2 separate regions of the Mus musculus genome follow, and region 2 is linked to region 1. The links are chromatin contacts, called in public ChIA-PET maps. All regions are on one chromosome and are shown on one strand. Each heading gives the region's core, a stretch centred on a gene start, on an enhancer-like site or on the middle of the called end of the contact. The rest is flanking DNA. Distances are from core to core; before and after follow the strand shown.

The links. ChIA-PET counts read pairs in DNA pulled down with a chosen protein or histone mark.
Region 2: an RNA polymerase II ChIA-PET map of memory CD8 T cells shows a contact between it and region 1, with 5 read pairs. The contact joins two enhancer-like sites. A contact is called at or near these places in 1 of 115 datasets of contacts at active chromatin or transcription factors (memory CD8 T cells) and 1 of 9 other capture datasets (pancreatic islet).

The regions. Positions count from the first base shown.
Region 1 is chr5:77,144,630-77,150,985 of GRCm38.p6, reverse strand. It overlaps Gm34598 (a long non-coding RNA gene), which reads left to right. Exons shown (of 3, transcript XR_880411.1): 3 at 4,607-4,889. Among named protein-coding and RNA genes, the nearest start is that of Chaer1, 7.5 kb to the right of the region's middle. Within about 2 kb of position 2,730, at least 41 of the 459 cell types and tissues checked have an H3K27ac peak or open chromatin away from gene starts, as enhancers often do. A contact at or near this core is called in memory CD8 T cells, where this site is marked.
Region 2 is chr5:77,355,086-77,361,441 of GRCm38.p6, reverse strand. It overlaps Igfbp7 (insulin-like growth factor binding protein 7), which reads left to right. Exons shown (of 5, transcript NM_008048.3): 2 at 5,771-5,880. Among named protein-coding and RNA genes, the nearest start is that of Gm34648, 28 kb to the left of the region's middle. Within about 2 kb of position 3,596, at least 180 of the 459 cell types and tissues checked have an H3K27ac peak or open chromatin away from gene starts, as enhancers often do. A contact at or near this core is called in memory CD8 T cells, where this site is marked.

The DNA.
Region 1 (6,356 bases), core at 1,481-3,980:
GTAATGTGTTTTAGCAACTTGTACAGGAAATATCATGTTATGCTATCTTGTACTTAAAAAGTTTCCAGGTATTGGAACATTTGGGACTTCTGATTTTCAAATTAAGCATACTCAATCCGTAGCGTGTAGATATACGACTAATAAGAGATAGCCTCCACACTCTTTAGAACTTATTTTGACTTTACTGTTATCTTTTTGATTGCTCCTCTCACCACTTCTTCTTCTTCTTCTTCTTCTTCTTCTTCTTCTTCTTCTTCTTCTTCTTCTTCTTCTTCTTCTTCTTCTTCTTCTTCTTCTTCTTCTTCTTCTTCTTCTTCTTCTTCTTCTTCTTCTCCTCCTCCTCCTTCTCCTCCTCCTCCTCCTCCTCCTCCTCCTCCTCCTCCTCCTTCTTCTTCTTCTTTTTTTTTGGTTTTTCGAGACAGGGTTTCTCTGTATAGCCCTGGCTGTCCTGGAACTCACCTTGTAGACCAGGCTGGCCTCGAACTCAGAAATCCGCCTGCCTCTGCCTCCCGAGTGCTGGGATTAAATGCGTGTGCCACCACGCCCAGCTACATGGGTATTTAATATCATTGGTGGTGACAAAGGGTTCACTAAGCCTGAAATCACTTAGGGGGACAAGACATATGCTGTGAAGAACATGAGCCCTTAAGGGATATGCGATGACAGTGACCCCAGTCAAGAAGTTAGAGGAGCAGCTATCCCAATGCTATCCCAAAAGTCCCCTATACCCTCCCCCTACCCTGCTCCCCTACCCACTCACTCCCACTTCTTGGCCCTGGCTTTCCCCTGTACTGGAGTATATAAAGTTTGCTAGACCAAGGGGCCTCTCTTCCCAATGAAGGCCAACTAGGCCATCTTCTGTTACATATGCAGCTAGAGACACGAGTTCTGGGGGGTACTGATGAATTCATATTGTTGTTCCACCTATAGAGTTGCAGACCCCTTCAGCTCTTGGGTACTTTCTCTAGCTCCTCCATTGGGGGCCCTGTGATCCATCCAATAGCTGACTGTGAGCATCCACTTCTGTATTTGCCAGGCACTGGCATAGCCTCACAGGAGACAGCTACATCAGGGTCCTTTCAGCAAAATTTTGCTGGCATATGCAATAGTGTCTGCATTTGGTGGCTGATTATGGGATGGACCCCCGTGGGGCAGTCTCTGGATGGTCCATCCTTTTGTCTTAGCTCCAAGCTTTGTCTCTGCAACTCCTTCCATAGATATTTTATTCCATATTCTAGGGAGGAATGAAGTATCCAAGAGTTGGTCTTCCTTCTTGATTTTCTTGTGTTTTAGAAGTTGTATCTTGGGTATTCTAGGTTTCTGGGCTAATATCCACTTATCAGTGAGTGCATATAAAGTGATTTCTTTTGTGATTGGGTTACCTCACTCAGGATGATATCCTCCAGATACATCCATTTGCCCAAGAATTTCATAAATTCATTGTTTTTAATAGCTGAATAGTACTCCATTGTGTAAATGTACCACATTTTCTGTATCTATTCCTCTGCTGAGGGACATCTGGGTTCTTTCCAGCTTCTGGCTATTATAAATAGGGCTGCTATGAACATAGAGGAGCATGTGTCCTTATTACCAGTTAGAACATCTTCTGGGTATATGCCCAGGAGAGGTATTGCTGGATCTACTGGTAGTACTATGTCCAGTTTTCTGAGGAACCGCCAGACTGATTGTACAAGCTTGCAATCCCACCAGCAATGGAGGAGTGTTCCTCTTTCTCTACATCCTCTCCAGCATCTGCTGTCACCTGAATTTTTGATCCTAGCCATTCTGACTGGTGTGAGGTGGAATCTCAGGGTTGTTTTGGTTTGCATTTCCCTGATGATTAAGGATGTTGAACATTTTTTCAAGTGCTTCTCAGCCCTTCTGCATTCCTCGGTTGAGAATTCTTTGTTTAGCTCTGTACCCCATTTTTAATGGGGTTATTTGAATTTCTGGAGTTCAGCTTCTTGAGCTCTTTGTATATATTGGATATTAGTCCCCTATCAGATTTAGGACTGGTAAAAATTCTTTCCCAATCTGTTGGTGGCCTTTTTGTCTTATTGACAGTATCTTTTGCCCTTCAGAAGCTTTGCAATTTTATGAGGTCCCATTTGTTGATTCTTGATCTTACAGCACAAGCTTTGAACTTGTGGCAGTCCTTCTGCCTCAACCTCTTGAGTATTTGAGTATCGTCATGGTAGACACAAGTCACCATGATGGGCTGAGACTTATCTTTAATTCCAGTGATTATCCATTACTGTGTATGCATTGAATGAGAAAGTAGATGGGCAAATACATAAATATATTCTATTCTATATTCTATATATTCTATAAACAGTGCAGGGCCGAGTCTGTATAAACAGAATAAATCAAGAGCTCTAGGAGACCAGAAGTCCAGTTGTTTTTCTCCTTCCTGAAGCTCTCCTATTGAGATTTATTCTCATTGCTTTTATCTCTGTTGAGGACTGGAAATTTAGCTTGGTTGGTAAAGTGCTTGCCTGGCACGTATGAAACCCTGGGCTCCACCCCAGCACTTCAGCTTCTGTCTGTACTTTCTTCCCGACTACAGTCATTTCAATGTGAGATCTTCCCACGGGCTCAAGCATTTCTGTACCTGGTCCCCAACTGCTGCTGCTGTTTATGAAAGGTTCTGGAATCTCTAGAAAGTGAGGCCTCACTAGAGGAAATGTGTCACTAGAGAAAGACTTGGAGGTTTTATAGCCTAACCCTACTTCCTGCCTCCTCTCTCTGTTTCCTGCTCCACTAAGATATGAAGAAGCGAGGAGGCCCAGCTGCTCATGCTCAGCTGCCCCTTGATTTGTTTTCCTCTCTGGGGTGGGCTATCCCCTCTGGCTGTGATCCAAAGTAAAGCTTTCCTCTTAACTTACTCTTGCTTGCTTCGATGTTTTGTCACAGCCTTGAGCAAGGTCACTAACACACCAATGAAACGCCAACACTTCTTTGTTTATACCACCAGCTCCCTTGCTGGTTCACCTCTCATTGCATTGCTGGTCAAACAAACTAATAAAAACAAATGAAAATTGGACTTGGATCCACTGATTATACAGATAAAGGGGTGGTACATAGTTGAACAGTATCTCCCTTGTCTTGTCTCCTTTTCTATTGCTGCGATAAAACACAACGACCAAGGCAACTTATAAAATGAAGTGTTTACTTTGGCTTATGACTTTAGAGGATTAGAATCTATGATGGCAGGGTCAAGAAACAGCCGAGAGCTCACATCTTGCTCTACAACGATGAGGCAGATTGAAAGCAACTGGGAATAGCGTGAGTCTTTTGAAACCTCTGTAACACACCTCTTCTAATAAAGCCACACCTCTTAACCCTTCTCAAACAGTTCTACCAACTAGGGACGAAATATTCAAATATACAAGCCTGTGGGAGCCATTGTCATTCAAACCATCATGTCCCCCAAACTCATGTCTGCCAGAAAATTATACCAAGACCTTATTTGGAGCCAGGACTTCTCTTAGTTTATTTGAGTTCTTAAGACTCATGACTTGATAATTTACAAGTAAAATAATTTTTATAATCATACAGCTATGATTATAAAAATACATCAGATTCTATGTCTGCTAAAGGCCTGTTGCATATGGGTGGGACATCTAACCCTTTACACGGTAGATAGTACAGAAGTGCAAAAAAAAAAGGGGGGGGGGACAAATAAATACTTTGTTCTTACATAGCAAGAAAGGAGACCAAATTCTATTCATGAGGTCCACACTCCCTTTTGCTGAGTATAAAGAGTTCACCTTTCTCTTCTGACTTCACTTTCTGACAATTCTAAATGTTTCCCCCTCAGCAATGTGTGGTTTGGAGCTCTTTTGAGAATTATTCTGTCTTCCCCATGTTCTCACCAGGCAGGAAGTGTCAGTGAACATCCCCTTGGGTGGTTGGCATCATGTGGACGTTCTCCACTGCCCGTGGCTTCCACAGAGGGTAATGTGTGGAGGCTTTGTTCTGGAGCTCCCTGCTGCCCCTCTGTCCCTCTTTTAGGCAGCAAGGCATTTTGTTTCATTGTCTCTGGAACAGGATGACACTGCAGAATCAGGATGACAAAGAAGGCTTACTAGCCTACTGATTCCTGGCCCAGGGACAAACACAATGAATTAGGAGAGAGAATAAAAGCCAGGCAAATCTCCCAGCCTGGATACAGAATCAGTGGTCAGAGGAGTAAAAAGCATATTCAAGGCCACTAGGGCACAAGGCAGAGGTGAGTAGGCCACACTGCTGAGTGCACTGGACGCTGTTCAGTCCTTAGTCATTCCCTCCAACTTCTGCTGGTGTCCCCTGCTGAAGAGTTTCACTCACATATCTGTTATCGGGAGCCTCCACCAAGACTGTCTCCCTTTCCTGGAGATAGCCAGTAGATGTTCAATTTGAAAGAGCAGAGGCTTACCCCCTTGTCTCCACTCAGGATAGCTGTGAGGGACCACCAGCCCCAGAGCTACCCAAGGAGGAGACAGAGGCCCCTGTGGCAGGTATACTTAGTTCAGTAACTCTCTGTCCATGGCAGCTGTTGTGCATGAGGGTCTCCTCACTTCTCACTCCCACTAACACCTCCCCCACAAACATTCTTCTCCTGAAGGTCCTATCGCCTCCTTGGAAGACAAATGCAGAATGGGAGAAGTCTACTTTGTTGGCACCAGGACCAGTGAAACCTGTGACATCACATAGGCGGGAGCTGCAGACCTGTTGCCAAGACATCAGCCACCATATTCTCAGAATCGACTTGGCTCACCTCCCACCTTTACCTGTGTTACATCATTATCCATATATATATATATAAGGGGAATACCCTTCCTTTTCTGTCTCTTCCCCCATCTCTTCCCACCATCACCTTCCTTGCCCCTCTCTCTCCTAATAAACATCTTACACGTGGAACTGTTTTGGCCTGGTATTCTATGTTCAGACTCGAGCCACTATTCTAACACATTATACTTAGGCCTCCAGAGACCCCAAGGCTCAGCCTTGTACAGGAGAGTTGAAGGAAAATGATGTGTGGTCAACATGAACAGAGACAGCTTGGATGAGCCCCAGAGTTGCCCACAGCCCAGAGCTTCAGTCAGAAGTCTGCTGTGCGGTTAGAACCATCTCTATGGTCAGGGGAGTTGGACAGTGAACCTGACTCTAGGGCTGGGATAAAGAGCCTGCAGCCATGTCCCAAGTGGACTTTCAAATAGGGGTAAAGATGCTTTGCCATGATGATGATGATCTCAAGGTGACAGTGTCCGTCTCCAGCTCTCTCTGTAAACTCCTCAAGGAAAGGAAACTGAGTGGCAATGGGGACAAGATCTCAGTAAAACATACGGTCCTCATTCACCTAGTCACCTTTACTAACATGGTTGTGATCCACAAGCCGATAATGAAAACAAAGCCAAATTAAAAAAAAAAAGCAATGAATTGTAGAAAATATTCAGCAGATACAAGGTAAAATTTAGCAAACGTAACATCAGAAAAAAATGGACACAAAGAAAGACACAGACTCCAAATGAGAAACCAATGAAAGGCAGAAATGGAAGCCACAAAAAATGGAAATAAAATAGGATAAATATGTAAAAAAGGATGTTGCTTCTTCACAAATAATTAGAGGTACAGAATTTTTGAGAGATTATAGCCCAATTTAAATTCTTAATCCTCCTACTGTGGCTTTCAGGAGCTGGGATTATAGGCATGAACCCCCCCACCCCACACACACACATCTGACCCACAGAGGCACCACCTGTGCCTCTTGCGGCATTTGAAACTCCTTTGACAAAAATAGGGTATTGATGTCCCACAAAGGGTGTGGTCACCTCTCTCTTTGTGTTACTCTCAAGTCAGTAAGATTTCTCGATGTCAGTCACCTCGAGGGTGGGACACTTCTTAGACATGAGGCAGAAACTTGGGCATGAAAAGGAGCCTTAATCCTGTGCAGTTCTCTAAGTTCACAGAAACAAGTCTACCAGCGTATGCTCAGATAAGGCTGCCAACGTGAATAAGGTAGAAAGAGCAATTGTTAACACACTGATGTGGTGACTGTACTACCTGCTTGCAAAGCATGATGTCACTTGCTAAGTAGAGCTGAATGACCTGGAGAAGAAGCTGGAACAATAAACCGTTGCCCTTAACAACCAGTTGACTGCCATGAACACTTCTTAAAGGCTCAGCTCCTCTCCCCACCCCCTCCCCCGACCTTGTGGTTTTAGAGCAGTGGTTCTCAACCCTGGTGGTGGTTGCAGGTACCAGGGTGACCACATCCATCTTGACATGAGTTCTCTGAATCTGATTTTTTTTTTTTTTTTTTGGTTTTTCGACACAGGGTTTCTCTGTATAGCCCTGGCTGTCCTGGAACTCAC
Region 2 (6,356 bases), core at 2,347-4,846, 210 kb before region 1:
TGTGGCAGTGTGGCTCTTTGCTGGAGCTGCCTGCATGAGTGAGGGAAGAGAAGAGCAGTGGAGAGTCAGACATCCTATAGGCAGGATGCTTGCTAGACAGACGTTTACCACCCTGAAATCCCTCGTGGGGCAAGAGCATGGGTAAGCAAATAATTAGATTTATTTTGGGTTTGTCCCTATGCACTGAAAACAAATCTGGGATTTTCCTCTTTAGTTGGAATCCAGACACAGAAGATAACTTAAGGCGCCAATATCATGACTCATCAACTGGCCTTGAGATTCAATTTTCAGAATTTTACATCAAAAAAAAAAATCTGCTCTGGGTGAATTAAAGTCTTTCTTTTTTTCCTTCCTTCCTTCCTTCCTTCCTTCCTTCCTTCCTTCTTTCCTTCTTTCTTATGTCTTTATCGTTTGGAACAGAAATGCATTCTGGATTTTCTTTGACTTTCTTGGAAGAAAGGGTAGAAAGAGGAGTTCTTTGATAAAGATAATAAAGACATTGAGCTGAAGCAGAGCAGGACCTTTTCGAACTGAACTCTGGGATACAGAGTTGGCAGCAGTGCCACTTTCCAGCAGAAGATGTGCAGAGAGGGCCTTTGTGGCTGGGGGGAGGGGCTGTCACATCCACCAGCAGCTCATCTTCTGCTTGCACGTAGGACCAGGACCCTGTTGGTGTCCCCGAGTCATTAGGAAGTCCTTTCTGTGTCTCTCCTCACCCCTCCACTATCTTCCTGTAAGACCCACATTCTGCCTTTGCCAAGAGTCTCCCAGCCCACGTTGGTAACGCAGGTCTGTAGTCCCAGCTGTGGAGGAGGTTGAGGCAGGAGGATTCCAAGTTCAAGGCATGCCTGGGTTATGCAGTGAGTCTGAGGCTAGTCAGGACATCTGAATCAGACCCTGACACAAAATTCAAAGTTAAAAAGATGTCAGGGGTAGAGCCCGTTGGTAGAGTGCTTGCCCTAGCATGTATAAGACCCTAAATTCAGTCTCCACTAGTGGAGGAGGGAATGGGAAAAGCCTCTTTATCTCTCCTGCTTGTTAGCAGGAAGTTCCCAGAGTGGGAGACGGCAAAGATCCAGGCAGCCTGAGAGGTAGAGAAGACACTGGGTGGGTATCAGCTCTGAGCAAGGTGAATGAGGAGAATTCTGAACACCTGTGGATTCTACCATGACAAAAACCATGGGGAACAACCTGTCCCGCCTACTCTGAGGTCTACCGATGACCTCATCAGTTAGTCATTGATTGATTGATAGGGCTTTCCTCTGCACAAGTCTACATGCCAGGTCTGAAAGCCCTTTTGTAGGGTGGTAGTTTTCAATGTAGATGCTGTTGGTTAAACTCTTCATTGTGTTCCTGAGTTTAGCCTTAGGTACAACAAGGTCATTCATAATGACCAAGGTTTTCTTTCAGTGTCTTGCCGGGAACTGCCTGCCCACCCACCCAGAGCATGAATGAGGCTCGCTTTTATTATCTAGAACTTGTAGGATTCTACATATAGCCTGGTAGCAAAATGAACAATAATCATTTGTTTTCAATAATCTGCAAGTAGACTCAGCTCACTCAAGTCAAGTCGTTTTATGTATCTCAATGGGAGCTCACCACATAATTGGTTCGAATTGTGAACTCACTCCCCACCCCATCCCCCACCCTCACCCCCCATCCCCATCTCCATCCCCCATCTCACCCTCCCACTCCCACTCCCTTGATAGCACTCATTCAGGGTATTCATAGGCTCAGATGTTTTTCAGGAACTCTTACTTCTCCAGAAAGTCTCTTTTCTTGGAATAGCAAGAAACCCCGAGAGAGACCCATTATCATAAACCTGCCCTGCCTTTAGTACTCGAATCTTAGCATAATGGGTTCCTGGAGTGTACTACTGATACAAGTACATGGACAGACAGACTGGTGGATCAGAACAGAGCCCAGATGCAGACCCACACATTCGGCTGAGGGACAGACCAGAAGGTATTATTAATGATTCAGTAGGAGAAATACGGCCCTCTCAAAATCTACTGAAGCAATAGATGGCCTTTGGGGAGATGGCCTGTACATCATAATAGAGGCAAAAATTAATTCAAGATTAAACAAAAACCTACTTGGAGAGGAGTTGAACATAAAGATTGAGGAAGAGAACAGGGCCCTTTAGAGCATTGCATCAAAGTTTAATAACCGGGCTCAAAAAATGTAAAGCCTAGGGCACGCCTTTAATCCCAACACTCATGAGACAGAGGCAGGTGGATCTCTATGATGCAAGGCCAGTGTGGTCTACAAAATGAGTTCCAGGACAGCCAGGGCTACATAATGAGACTCTTTGGGGCGGGGGGGGGGGGGGGGGGTAAAAAAAAAAAACTACTCGCTACAGTGAATCGTATTAAAAAGCTCAAGCATAGAACTTCTACTTGTATTAATAACACTGGAAAGGCTGAGGCAGGAGGATCATGATCATGAGTTCCAGACCAAACTGGACTACTAAGGGAGATCATGTCTCAGTAAAACAGGACTAACCCTAACTGCTTGAAGAAGGCTGAAGGAGGTCTGTGGCCTGCTCCTAGACCCCCGAAGCAGTACCAGGCAAGGACTGTTCCTGCTCCTGATGAAGGCGGGTGCGTCTGGGAAGACGAATGCAGGTTGCATAGGGGACACTCAGATCCTCACAATTGAACCATTCCCATGAAGCTTTACTCCTTTGCTACGAGAGCAGCAGCTTTTCCCCAGACCCCCCTTGCTCCACCCTGCCCCGCAGCCGAGCTCTTCAGAGCTTTGGCATACTGGTATATTCTTCCCAGAACAACCTCTTGAAATCCCTTGGGGTCTGAGTCAGGCTGCCCCAGCCCTTGTTGGGAAGGACAGAGCAGTGGGGGGCCCTCACAGGGGTGGGAGAAAGGAGTTCAAAGGCCAGCCAGATCCGGTTGTGTGACGTCAAAGCCTTGGGGTCTCAGCAGCCAAGAGGAAGCTAGGGAGAGGGCGAGCCCCGCATTCTATATCAGGGCGTTCAAACTAGGAAATGTCGGAGACAAGGCCAGAAACATACATATAAACACAGCCTCGCTCTGCTTCCCCGTGTCCAGCTTTGCAAAAAAAAAATAGCCAGTACTCCAAGTCACGGTGTGTGCTTCCTTCTGGGACCCACGATCCACAGAGAAGGAAACATAAAATATATTTAGAGCTTTCGAAACTGATTGTTTTGTGTATTCTTACAAAGGGAGAAAAAAATAAATAAAACCGCCCCAAGAGATTTGTTTTAAAAGCTTCTCTAATCCTTGAGATGAGTGGGAGAACGTTGCATAGTGGGGTCATTTCCTTGCCGTCTCCAGACGTTAGTACGCACTGAAAATAGATGTTGGGAGGGGAAGACTCCGTGGCCTGTGAATACGGATTGTGCAAGAAAGTTTTCCAGGCCAAGAGGGGAAGGTTGGGCCTTTCCCAGGCCCCCGGTACAAGATGACCCTGTGGTTGGATATTTAACTAGGCTTGAAGACCCCAGACAGAGGGAATAATTAACTTACTCATTCCAGAATCGGGGCAAAGCATCCCGGAGGGCGGAGTCTAGGGCAAAGCACCCCGGAGGGCGGAGTCTAGGGCAAAGCACCCCCGGAGGGCGGAGTCTAGCTCTTCAGCTGCTCAGTCTCTCTGTGGGAACCCAGGCTCCCAGGTCTATCTCCCCTCCGAGGTACACTGTCCCAAGTCTCTCTGGAGGGCCCAGGGGGCTGAAACCTGGCATTCCAAATTAGTAGATGGAAAATAGTAATTGCTCCACTAAAAAAGAGGGGTGTGTGGGCTGGAGAGATGGCTCCGTGGTTAATTGAGTTGAGTTGAGACCTCTGCCACCCACATACAAGCCGGTGTGATGGAATGCAGCTGTTGGCGTAACACCAGCCGGTCTCAGCGCCTCGGAGATCAAGGGCAAACAAGTGAGCTTCCAGTTCACCAAGAGAACCTCTCTCAAAAAAAAGGTGGAGAGCAATAGAGAATGATACTCAAAATCCATCTCTACCTGTATGAGCACGTGTACTGACTCCAGCCGCATATGTAGCAGAGGATGGCCTTGTCAGACATCAGTGGGAGAAGAGGCCCTTGGTCCTGGGAAGGCTAGATGCCCCAGTGTAGGGGAATGCCTGGGCCGGGATGGGTAGGTGAGTGGGTGGGTGGGAGAGCTAGGGGGTTCCCAGAGGGGTAACCAGGAAAGGGGATAACATTTGAAATATAGATAAATAAAATATCCAATAAAAAAGAAAAAGGAAAAAAAAGAACTACAAAAAAAGAGGAAATAAATGTAATTTTTAAAATTAGTATTTTAGAGCAACTTAATTAATGAAAGGTAATTAACATCCAGGCAATGTTGGTCGATGCTGCAGTGCAAACAGGGCCATGACTCTTTCCATATCTGTTGATGTGAGAAGTGGGAGTTTCAGGGCCAAAGCAGAAATCACCTGCTGACTTTGCTCATCCGGGCTCAAGAGAAACTGAGCAGGCTTGTAGTTCTGAGTCTTTCTCCTGGTCCTTGCTTACACATTAGTCTCTTTCTTCTGTGGATTAAAGCTGGAATCAGCCATTTCCTTCTGTGAAGGCCCAGATCTACAATATTTAGGTCACACAGTCTGGAATACAAACCACGTGGTCCCACCAGGGTGACAGAGACACTCTGTGAACGCGTGAATGAAGCTGTTCCACTGACATTTATGGACAGTAAATGAGAATATCTTCTAGTTCTCACATGCCACAAAATAATAGTATTCTCTTAATTTTCCCCAAACATTTGAACTGACTGATCTTTGGAGGCCATACAGACATAACTAGGAAGGCAAATTTGGGTCACAGTCCATGGTTTACCAACTCCAGGAACAGAGAGCCAAAGAAGCTTACAGCAAAAGGGATGCCCACTACGGGTGGATCTGAGTAATAATAGCATTTTTACTCACAGGAGGAAGGGAAATTACTGGGTTCCAGAACACCAAGAATGGGGAGGTATCTTCTGGCCTCTCTTGGCTTCCTCAGATCTGCTCACAGTCCCTTTAACCAATGCTCACTGCTGGGAACCCAGCCACCGAGGACCCTGAAACTAGCCCCCTCCTGCCCTTTCTTTGGGGGCTTGGTCCCAACAGAAGGCAGCCACTGCTTTGAGCATTTGCCTTCTCCACTAGCAGAAAGACCCTGTCCCCACCTTCGGTGACAGCCAGGCCCCTTCTGTGCCACCAGCCGATCCCCAGGACAGCCCACTTGAATCTTACCCCAGCAAGCCTGCCTGAGTGCTCTCAGCACACTTGAAAATAACTTCTTAGATTTTTTTTTTCTTTTGTTATACAAGGAATGGTTGTTAGCACTGACCTCCAAGTGAAGATGCCGGTCCACAAAGGAAGTGAAACATTCAGCATTTCAGAACTGAAATTTCTTGGCGTTAATGGAAAAAAAGAAAAAAAGAAAGAAAGAAATCCCAGCTAATGCAAAACAGCTGGCGAAATAAACCTCATTTAAGCTCGGCTGGGGAAAAGAAGGCAATTTTGCTAGATTTTTGTTAGATAAACAGACCTTTTTTCCTACTAATTGCATTTGTTGTTGTGTTTGCTGGTTTGCTTATATCAGCCCTTGCCTTCCTTAGAAAGATTGCAGTATCACGCTGGCGACAGGAAGAGGCCTGTCTGTCTGGCCTTTGAGATGCACGTCAGATAATCCACAGAGGAGAGAGGCTCATAAACAAGGATTTGCCTTGTAAGATCCTGACTGGTGATGGGCAGCTAAAAAGATGGACTTGGCTTTCTGGCTTCTCTTGTAGGTCCTTCCATAGTGACGCCCCCCAAGGACATCTGGAACGTCACTGGTGCCAAGGTGTTCTTGAGCTGTGAGGTCATCGGGATCCCAACCCCTGTCCTCATCTGGAACAAGGTCAGTAGTGCAGGCCTCGGGAAAGCATCGTGCAAGCCGGAAATCGTTTTTTGCATGGCCCAGGGCGGTGGGAATGGCACAGCTCAGTCTGCATCCACTGCCGGCTGCCCCACAACCATGAAGCCTGTGGCAGCTGGTATCACTCTACACTGGCACGGATCTTTCCTGACCTCCATCAGCCCAGTTCTGCTTTGGGTAGCAGTGTCCAAGCAGGGAGCTTGGGAAACTCAAAGAACCGTGGTGAATATCTAAACCCACTGTTTTCGTTGCTTTTGGTTACTGTGACCAAAGGTTACCCGACAGAAACTTTCAAGGGAGGAAGAAAGGTGGTTCGCTTTAGCTTCCAGGTTCAGAGGCTTATAGTCCCTTACACAGCAGGGAAGACATGGTGCTATCACTCAGTCTGTGGTGGCAGGAAGCTATGAAGTAAGGAAGAATCTTCAAACTCGTGCTAATAAAACAGCAAAGCCAGACAC